3 separate regions of the Gossypium hirsutum genome follow, and all the other regions are linked to region 2. A link is a contact called in public Hi-C data. All regions are on one chromosome and are shown on one strand. The core of a region is the stretch at or near the end of the contact, and the rest is flanking DNA. Distances in the headings are between cores, read along the strand shown.

Region 1 (2,700 bases), core at 66-2,565, 230 kb before region 2:
AAAAAAAATTACATTATGTTTTAATAAATAATTATATATTTCATATATAAAACTTTATAAATAATATAGTTTTATAATATAACCTAAATATTATATTTATATTATTTATAAATAGTGAAGAGTTTAATTTATAGTATATTAATTTTTTATTAGCACTATATTTGAATTATTAAAATAATTGATATAAGTTAATTAGTTAATTAGTTATTATTTCGAGCAATGCTGCTTATTTTACTTTTAAGAAGTAAAATTATATCATATATTGAATATATTAATCATGTATTAATTATGATTTGGTTTTTTATTATAATAATATTTGACTTGTTAAATAAGTTAATATATTTCAATTATATTTAATCATTCGAATAATGAATATTAATTTACACTAATTGTAGAAATTAAATAAAATATAAAAAATTAATTAAAAATTAAACTCGTAAAATTAAAAATTAATAACTTTTTAAAAAAAGGGACTTTAGATATTTTCTTAACTGATTTGGGAAATGACTAGAAAACATTATTTATACAAGTAAATTATATAATTATGATAATACTTTTATAAAGATATTAAAATCAATAAAATACAATGTATAGTGAGAGTTGAACTTAGAACATTATGATTTTTAATCTTTAATCTTTAATCTTAAAACATATAGTGAGACTTGAACTTGGAACATTATATAGTGTGACTTGATCATAGGCTGAATTACTCGCTCGAAAAGTGAGTAAAAATATAGGTTCAAAAAATAGACTTGAATAAAAAATAAGGCCTATTTTCTAAATGGGGCAAGCCTCAAGTAAGATTTTTGGTCCAGACTTGACCCGGCCCGACTCGAGTTTGCTTAATTTTTTTCTACTTTTGTTTTACTGTCATTTTGTTATTGTTTTGCTGTCATTTTGCTATTATACTGCTATTATTTTGTTGTTATTATTTAGATATTTTATAATTATTGTTTTGTTATTAATTTTGTTACTATTTTAAATGTATTTACTTGCAAGTTGTAACTATCTTAACATTATTTAATGTTTTTAGTATATTTAATGTATTATATATTTTAAATTTATTTTATATATAAAATAATATAGAAAAAAATTAATACAAATGGATTGAGCTCGGATTTAACATTTTTTATCTTGATCGAATTTGAATAAAATGTTAAGTATATTTTTTGAGTTGAATCCAAACCCAGTAAATGAATCTAAAGTTTGGCATACTTGGCCTGTACTCGGCCCGACACGGCCCAATTCCAATTCTGATACAAACAAAATTACCCGGTAAGGCGTTTCCATTTTTTGTTTTTCCTTTTTAAGAAAATTCTTTCCTTTTCCTGGTAACCAAACAAAGTCTAACGGATCCCAGAAGTTATGAACAGTCAAATCGAAAAAGCGTCATATCAAACCTACTTTTCCTTTTTCTAAAAAAAAAAATTATTTAGCTTTGATTTTGAGGTTTTGCGTGGGCTAATTGGTTAGTTTTTGTTTCATTTGCATTAGTAAATTGGGACTTTAATAGTATTCTAGTTCTGAAATTTCAGCTAGGTTTACCGGCGCACATTGGATGGATTTTTTCCTCAAATATCGTTGTTTTATTTGTTGTTGACATTTGCATTATTGCTTATTTGATTGTTCTAGCAATTTAGGTGTTTTTAAATTGATGGCGGATCGAAACACGACCGCTTCAAAGCCTATATGGATGAAACAAGCCGAGGAAGCCAAGCAAAAAACTGAGGCTGAAAAAGCTGCTGCTGCTAAAGCAGCTTTCGAAGCCACATTCAAGGATGTTGATAAGAACCGTAACAAGGATGTGGTGGCTGCTTCATCGGATAGTGAATCCGAGGACACCGGTGACTTGGTGAACAAGCCAATTGGTCCCGTGGATCCCGTTAAATGCATGGCCGCGGGGCCAGGAATAGCGGGTGGCACTGCCTGTGCTGCCTCCACGTTTATGGTGGTAACGAGAGATGCAGATGAAAGGAAAGTACAGAGTGGGGGTGCGCAGATTAAGGTGAGGGTTTCGCCAGGTGTGGGTGTTGGGGGCTCAGAACAGTATGGCATTGTGAAGGATATGGGAGATGGGACTTACTCTGTAACTTATGTGGTGCCTAAGAGAGGGAACTATATGGTAAACATTGAATGCAATGGGAAACCCATCATGGGTAGCCCATTCCCGGTGTTCTTCAGTGCAGGTAACATCGTTAAAACTATGTTTATTCGGTTTTAACTGCATGTTTAGCTGTCACTTGCCATGCATGACTTTGCATGTTTCTTGTCCCTATTTGATTGTCTATATAATACGTGGATCTTTTAATATTCAAACCTTTAGAGTAATTTTTGCTTCTAATATGAAATGCAGTCTTTTGTATATTATTTTTGTTGTTCTAGGTGAAGAAGGCTCACGATTAGGAATTTGAAAAGTTCCCAATGATATTCACCTTCTCATTACTTTGCACTCACTGGCCATATAAAATTGTTGTTGAGTCTTTGTTCTTACTTTTGGCTTCACTTTTAAGCGTGGTTCTTGGTTGCAGTCTGTAGTGCTCAGGGCATAGATGTTGAATTTTTGTTATGCAGGTAAGTCTACCGGAGGACTACTAGGGGTGGCTCCTGCATCCACATATCCAAATCTAGTAAACCAAACCATGCCCAACATGCCAAATTATACAGGTTCTGTTTCTGGAGCTTTCCCTGGCTTGTTGGGAA
Region 2 (2,887 bases), core at 244-2,743:
TCTGTTCTTTTTAACACAATGTCTAGAACTACCTACCGAAACCATTTTTTGTTTTGAAAATGATTGACATTTTGTTTTGAAAATGAAAACGATGAGAGTCGCCACCAATCTTTTTTATGAGGTGTGATTGGGTCACCTTGTAATTGATCGTTTTAATAAAACATTTTGATTAAATAAAACAACAATTTTGATCTACGAAATAAAAGAAAACAAGTTTGGGAGTCGGTTACATACGAGGAAGGATTAGCACTCTCGTAACGCCCAAAATTGGTACCAAATTGATTAATTAATGTCTTAATGTCAAAAGTCAAAAATTCGAAAAGAATTTAGAATACAATCCCTTTTTTATTAATTTTAAAAACGCTTGAATTAATAGAAACGAGCATTAAAGGTCCTCTTGTTCCGAGATGTCATATCCAGTAAGTTAGGACACGACGTTTGAACCCTCGAAAATAAGCTTGCCTTTAAATTGTTTTATTTTAAAATTCGTACTTTGATTTTTAAAAGGATATTCGGTTTTTTAGATCCAACGAGGAAAATCAAAACCCTGTAAGTTAGGGCACGACCTTCTCAAGTTTCTAAACGCTGAATATTGCCTTTATTTTTATTTAAAGTTCATATATTTTAAAATTTAAAAGGATGTTTGGTTATTTCTGTTCAACGAGAAAATCGAAACCCCGTAAGTTAAGGCATGTTTTCTCGAATCTCCCAAATATCGGACATTGCTTGTTTTTCGAAAATTTTCCTTTTTTATGAATTTGGGTGAAAATTAATAAAATATTTAAAAATGATAAATGTGTAGTTTATTAGAGTATGGCTAAGGCGTAAAAATCTCGTATTGGACGAATGATAATGCGACATAAATTCAACAAACTAATCAAGCATGAAAAAAATGAAACATAACAACAATACACATAATTTAACAACATTAATAATGAAAAAACGATAATGGTGAAAATAATAATAATAATAATACATATACAAACAACGAAAATAATAATAGTAATAATAATAATAAAGGTAGAGAAAATGCACAATATATAAAATATAAGAGCCAATTTTGAAGTTCAAAAAAGGGACAAAAAACTAATAAAAAGAGATTAAAGAGATAACAAATAAATATATGAACAAGTTAAGATTTATAAGAGTTTGATTACCAATTGAATAATATTTAAAATAAAATAAAATAAAATATATAAAACAATTTAAAATAAATAATATATAAATCAATTTGAAATAAATAACATATAAGACAATTTAAAATAAATAGTATATAAAATGATTTAAAATAAATAGTATATGAAACAGTTTAAAATAAATAATACATAAAATAATTTGAAGCTGAAAGGCTACGGATCGAATCGCAAATTAGAATAAAATTAGGGGCGTAAATTAAAAAATACAAAAAATAATAAAACACAAACCAAGACCTAAATGAACGTGCGAAGAACGACAGGGGACTGATCAGGAAATTATTCCTGAAGTTCCCTGCACATCGTTTCACGCAGGACTTCGGATAAAATGGTTTTAAATTTCTTTTCTCTTTTTTTGCTATTTTTGATTGCTATTTTTTTTGTGTGTATTCGTCTCCCTCTAAAAAAATACACTGCGATTTGGTTGGCTTCTTATAGCAGAAGGAAAAAAAGAAAAAAACAATACATTTCATTCCTATTTTTTGCTACGATTTATGTTGTTTTTCTTGTCCTTTTTGCAGGTATGGTGATGGCTACGTGGAGGTATGACTGTGGTGGCGTACGGCGCTGGAGGCTGGTTGCGGCGCAAGAAGTCTCTAGGGTTTCTGAGAATGTTTTAACTTTTGGGCCATTTGGGCCTTGTACTTTTTGGGCTAGGTTTTGGGTTATAAATTGGGCTTGTTATATTGTAATGGATTGTAAAAAAAATTGGGCTTTTATTATTTTTTGTTTGTGGTTCTTAGGCCCGGGCCAAAATTGGCCTATTACACTACCCATAGTCCCTCCGAACTCATAAATAGAAGGATAATGCGCGTCAATGTACTTGAATCCATGTCCTCCTGCATTGGCAACAATACTCATGTCAATTGAGCTAAGACTCAATCGACTAATAAAATTATTAATGAATGATAAGTTAAATGTATTCTTTGTTTTTCTTCCATCTCTTAGGCAAGTGATTTTTTAAGGAACGTCATTTATTTTAAGAAATTTTTTAGATTTTATAAATAGGTTAAGGGTTGAATGAGTGTGTTATGAAATTTAATAAAAAATAAAATATATAAATAAATATGACATTTATCACACTTTTTTGTAAAATCTAAAAGTCTTACTAATAATATATCAGAAAATTATGTTTAAAAGTAAGTATTGAGCAATTTTTTTTTGACTTTTTAAATGTTAATTTATTTTTTGAAATATAATTATTTTAATAAAAATGTTATTTCACCATATAGTGATGATGTGATGAATTCTAGTGTTTTTTTTTTCCTTACAAATATTACAAATAATATATCTTGGGAAATGGTAAAGAGGTCATGGACCCAATACAAAGAAACACAAAATTAACTTCAAACTGGCAGTAGCCTAATTATTTATAAATTTAATACAAAATTTAAAAAATAAAAAGAGAAATAATGGTCTCCATGATCCATTTTCTCTTTTTTTTTTGAAAGCCCAAGCGTCAATCAGATCGTTAAAAGTATTGTAGTGATTCTGTAATACATCTTGGGCGCTAAAAAATAAAAAATTAATCCCCTATATTAAATGAATAAGTAAAATAATTATTTAGTTAAAATTTTATTTTTAAAAGTTTATTCTAACCTTTTATATATAATACATAATAACAAATTTAATTTTTATTTAATTTGTCCTCTATTTTTTTATTTAAAGTAAATTGACTTTTAATTTTTAGATAC
Region 3 (2,700 bases), core at 55-2,554, 200 kb after region 2:
AAGTATCCTCTTCTTTGTCTAACATACTTAAATTACTTAGTTCCTCTTCCATTAAATCCCACCAAAACAAAGAAACCTTGCTATGACAGCAGACTAAAATCATGCCAAAAAAAGGCAGACCACCACATGCCAGACGACAGACTAACTCCTAAGAAGGTGCAAACTCCAAGGCGTCGCAAAACACATTACAATCTTACGAGGAGAATACATGTTAGAATTTCGGAGACTACTTTGTTAAAGGAGACAACTACGAACTCCAAACAAGAACTATAAAATAGATATAAAAATGATAAATATATTCAAAGAATTTTACCTACTTTAAAAATATTCATATAAATAATATTTAAAAAAAACTTTTAGTTTTAGAAAAGGATAAAAATAAAATTAATATTTTATAACATAAAATTAAGATCATAAGCTTTAATTATAATATTAAAGATAATTTGTAACATAAAATTAAGTTAGCTGTGCAAACATATTAAGTTACAAATAAAATTTTGTAAAAAGGATATATATAAAATGCGATTTAATTTTTAGATGAATTGATACAAGTTTGATGATTATTTTGTCAAATTAAAATTTTATAATTTTATGAGAATCATTCTAATATTTTCACTTAATATTATTGTTTAATAACCCAAAGAAAAAATAATAGAATCTTGATTAGAACTAAACAAACATTGTGAGTTGCATTCTCACGCTTTCTAATATTTTATATGATTGTATTAAAAAGTAATTTTATGGATACAATATTAAATATAGAAGATAAATAACAGTGTTTGAATATGTTTGATCATCATTCAACAATTCAAGTGGGAAGATTAATATAAAGAAGAATTGATTAGTTAAGATTTGTATGATTCCATTTCACCTAATTATTAAGATTTTTTAAAGTTGTAAACCAAATTAGCTATTAAATTAAGGATTTATCCAAAAAGTTGATTTTTAATGCTGCTTCTTTATTTCTTCTAAATGCTTACAAATTATAATTCATTAAAATGAAAATTTTCAAAACAACCTTATTTGTTTTAAGATTATTTTGCTTTTAGGAAATATAAAATAAAATGATTGATTTAAATTTACCTGCAATTATATTAATAATATAACTTATTCAATGAAAAATAAATAAAAAAATAGTTTTTTAATTTAATATTTGATTCTTAAATACTAAAATAAATTATATAATTAAATTTAAATAAAAATCTTAATTTTATTGTAATTTAGATTAAATTGTAATAATCGGATTATGGGAGAGTTTGAAGATGGAGATCTACCAACTCCGCCCCCACCCAATCTGCACCGTCGGATTTCACCACTCTAACCTATTTATAACATCCTTACATCGCCGTATATCCCTCGCCACTTCCCACTCTCTCAACGCTATCTTTTTGTTCCTTTTCCAAGGGAGAGTGTGATCTGTTCTTCTTCACTTCATTTCACTAACCCATGGCTCTTTCCGTCGAGAAAACCGCCGCCGGCCGCGAGTGCAAGGTCAAGGACATGTCTCAGGCTGACTTCGGTCGTCTCGAGATCGAGTTGGCCGAGGTCGAAATGCCCGGTCTCATGGCTTGCCGAGCCGAGTTCGGCCCTGCCCAACCTTTCAAGGGAGCCAAAATCACCGGTTCTCTTCACATGACCATCCAGACCGCTGTCCTCATCGAAACCCTCACCGCCCTCGGAGCTGAAGTCCGTTGGTGCTCTTGCAATATCTTCTCTACCCAAGACCATGCCGCCGCCGCCATTGCCCGTGACTCGGCAGCCGTGTTCGCCTGGAAAGGTGAGACCCTCCAGGAATACTGGTGGTGTACCGAGAGAGCCCTTGACTGGGGTCCCACCGGTGGACCTGATCTGATCGTGGATGATGGTGGCGATGCTACTCTGTTGATCCATGAAGGAGTTAAAGCCGAGGAGGTTTATGAGAAAACCGGGCAGCTCCCAGATCCGTCTTCCACCGACAATGCCGAGTTTCAGATTGTTTTGACGATAATTAGAGATGGGTTGAAGGCAGATCCCAAGAAGTATACAAGGATGAAGGAGAGATTAGTTGGTGTTTCTGAGGAAACTACAACCGGTGTTAAGAGGCTTTATCAGATGCAGGCCAATGGAACCTTGTTGTTCCCTGCTATTAATGTCAATGACTCTGTCACCAAGAGCAAGGTACATTTTTCCCTACTTTTTTGCTGCTTTACCTTTTGAACTTCTTATATGAAGGATATTGTCTTTTTCCAAGCAGATCTGATAAAAAATGATTTAGAAATAACATAACAATATACATATTTTTTAAAATTTCTTCAGATCTGATATTTGCTTGCTCTGTTTTTACTGTTAGTGGAGTTTAGATTTTAATTGCAATGCTGATTGTCTTTTTGTTCATTAATTCAATTGTGGTTTTTACTGTATTTTGGTCTAATTGTTGTTATGATTTGATCTTTTTGAACAGTTCGATAACTTGTATGGATGCCGTCACTCTCTTCCCGATGGGTTGATGAGAGCTACCGATGTCATGATTGCTGGTAAGGTCGCTGTTGTCTGTGGTTATGGTGATGTCGGCAAGGGTTGTGCTGCTGCCTTGAAGCAAGCCGGTGCTCGCGTCATTGTCACCGAGATTGATCCCATCTGTGCCCTTCAGGCTCTCATGGAAGGACTTCAAGTTTTGACCCTTGAGGATGTTGTCTCCGAGGCTGATATCTTTGTCACCAC

The links. A called contact is a pair of places that touch in the nucleus more often than the background predicts.
Region 1: a Hi-C map of leaf shows a contact between it and region 2, with 2.3 times the contacts expected there. The contact joins the promoter of LOC107915112 here to the enhancer-like site in region 2. A contact is called at or near these places in 4 of 34 Hi-C or Micro-C datasets (all in leaf).
Region 3: a Hi-C map of leaf shows a contact between it and region 2, with 1.4 times the contacts expected there. The contact joins the promoter of LOC107896986 here to the enhancer-like site in region 2. A contact is called at or near these places in 2 of 34 Hi-C or Micro-C datasets (both in leaf).

What each region holds. Positions count from the first base shown.
Region 1 is chrA10:72,195,284-72,197,983 of Gossypium_hirsutum_v2.1, reverse strand. It overlaps LOC107915112 (serine/arginine repetitive matrix protein 1), which reads left to right and starts at 1,315. Exons shown (of 6, transcript XM_016844253.2): 1 at 1,315-2,186; 2 at 2,572-2,700. The coding sequence starts at 1,655.
Region 2 is chrA10:71,964,102-71,966,988 of Gossypium_hirsutum_v2.1, reverse strand. No RefSeq gene overlaps it. Among protein-coding and RNA genes, the nearest start is that of LOC107915118, 47 kb to the left of the region's middle. Within about 2 kb of position 1,493, at least 7 of the 9 cell types and tissues checked have an H3K27ac peak or open chromatin away from gene starts, as enhancers often do. A contact at or near this core is called in leaf, where this site is marked.
Region 3 is chrA10:71,761,963-71,764,662 of Gossypium_hirsutum_v2.1, reverse strand. It overlaps LOC107896986 (adenosylhomocysteinase), which reads left to right and starts at 1,304. Exons shown (of 2, transcript XM_016822311.2): 1 at 1,304-2,157; 2 at 2,441-2,700. The coding sequence starts at 1,447.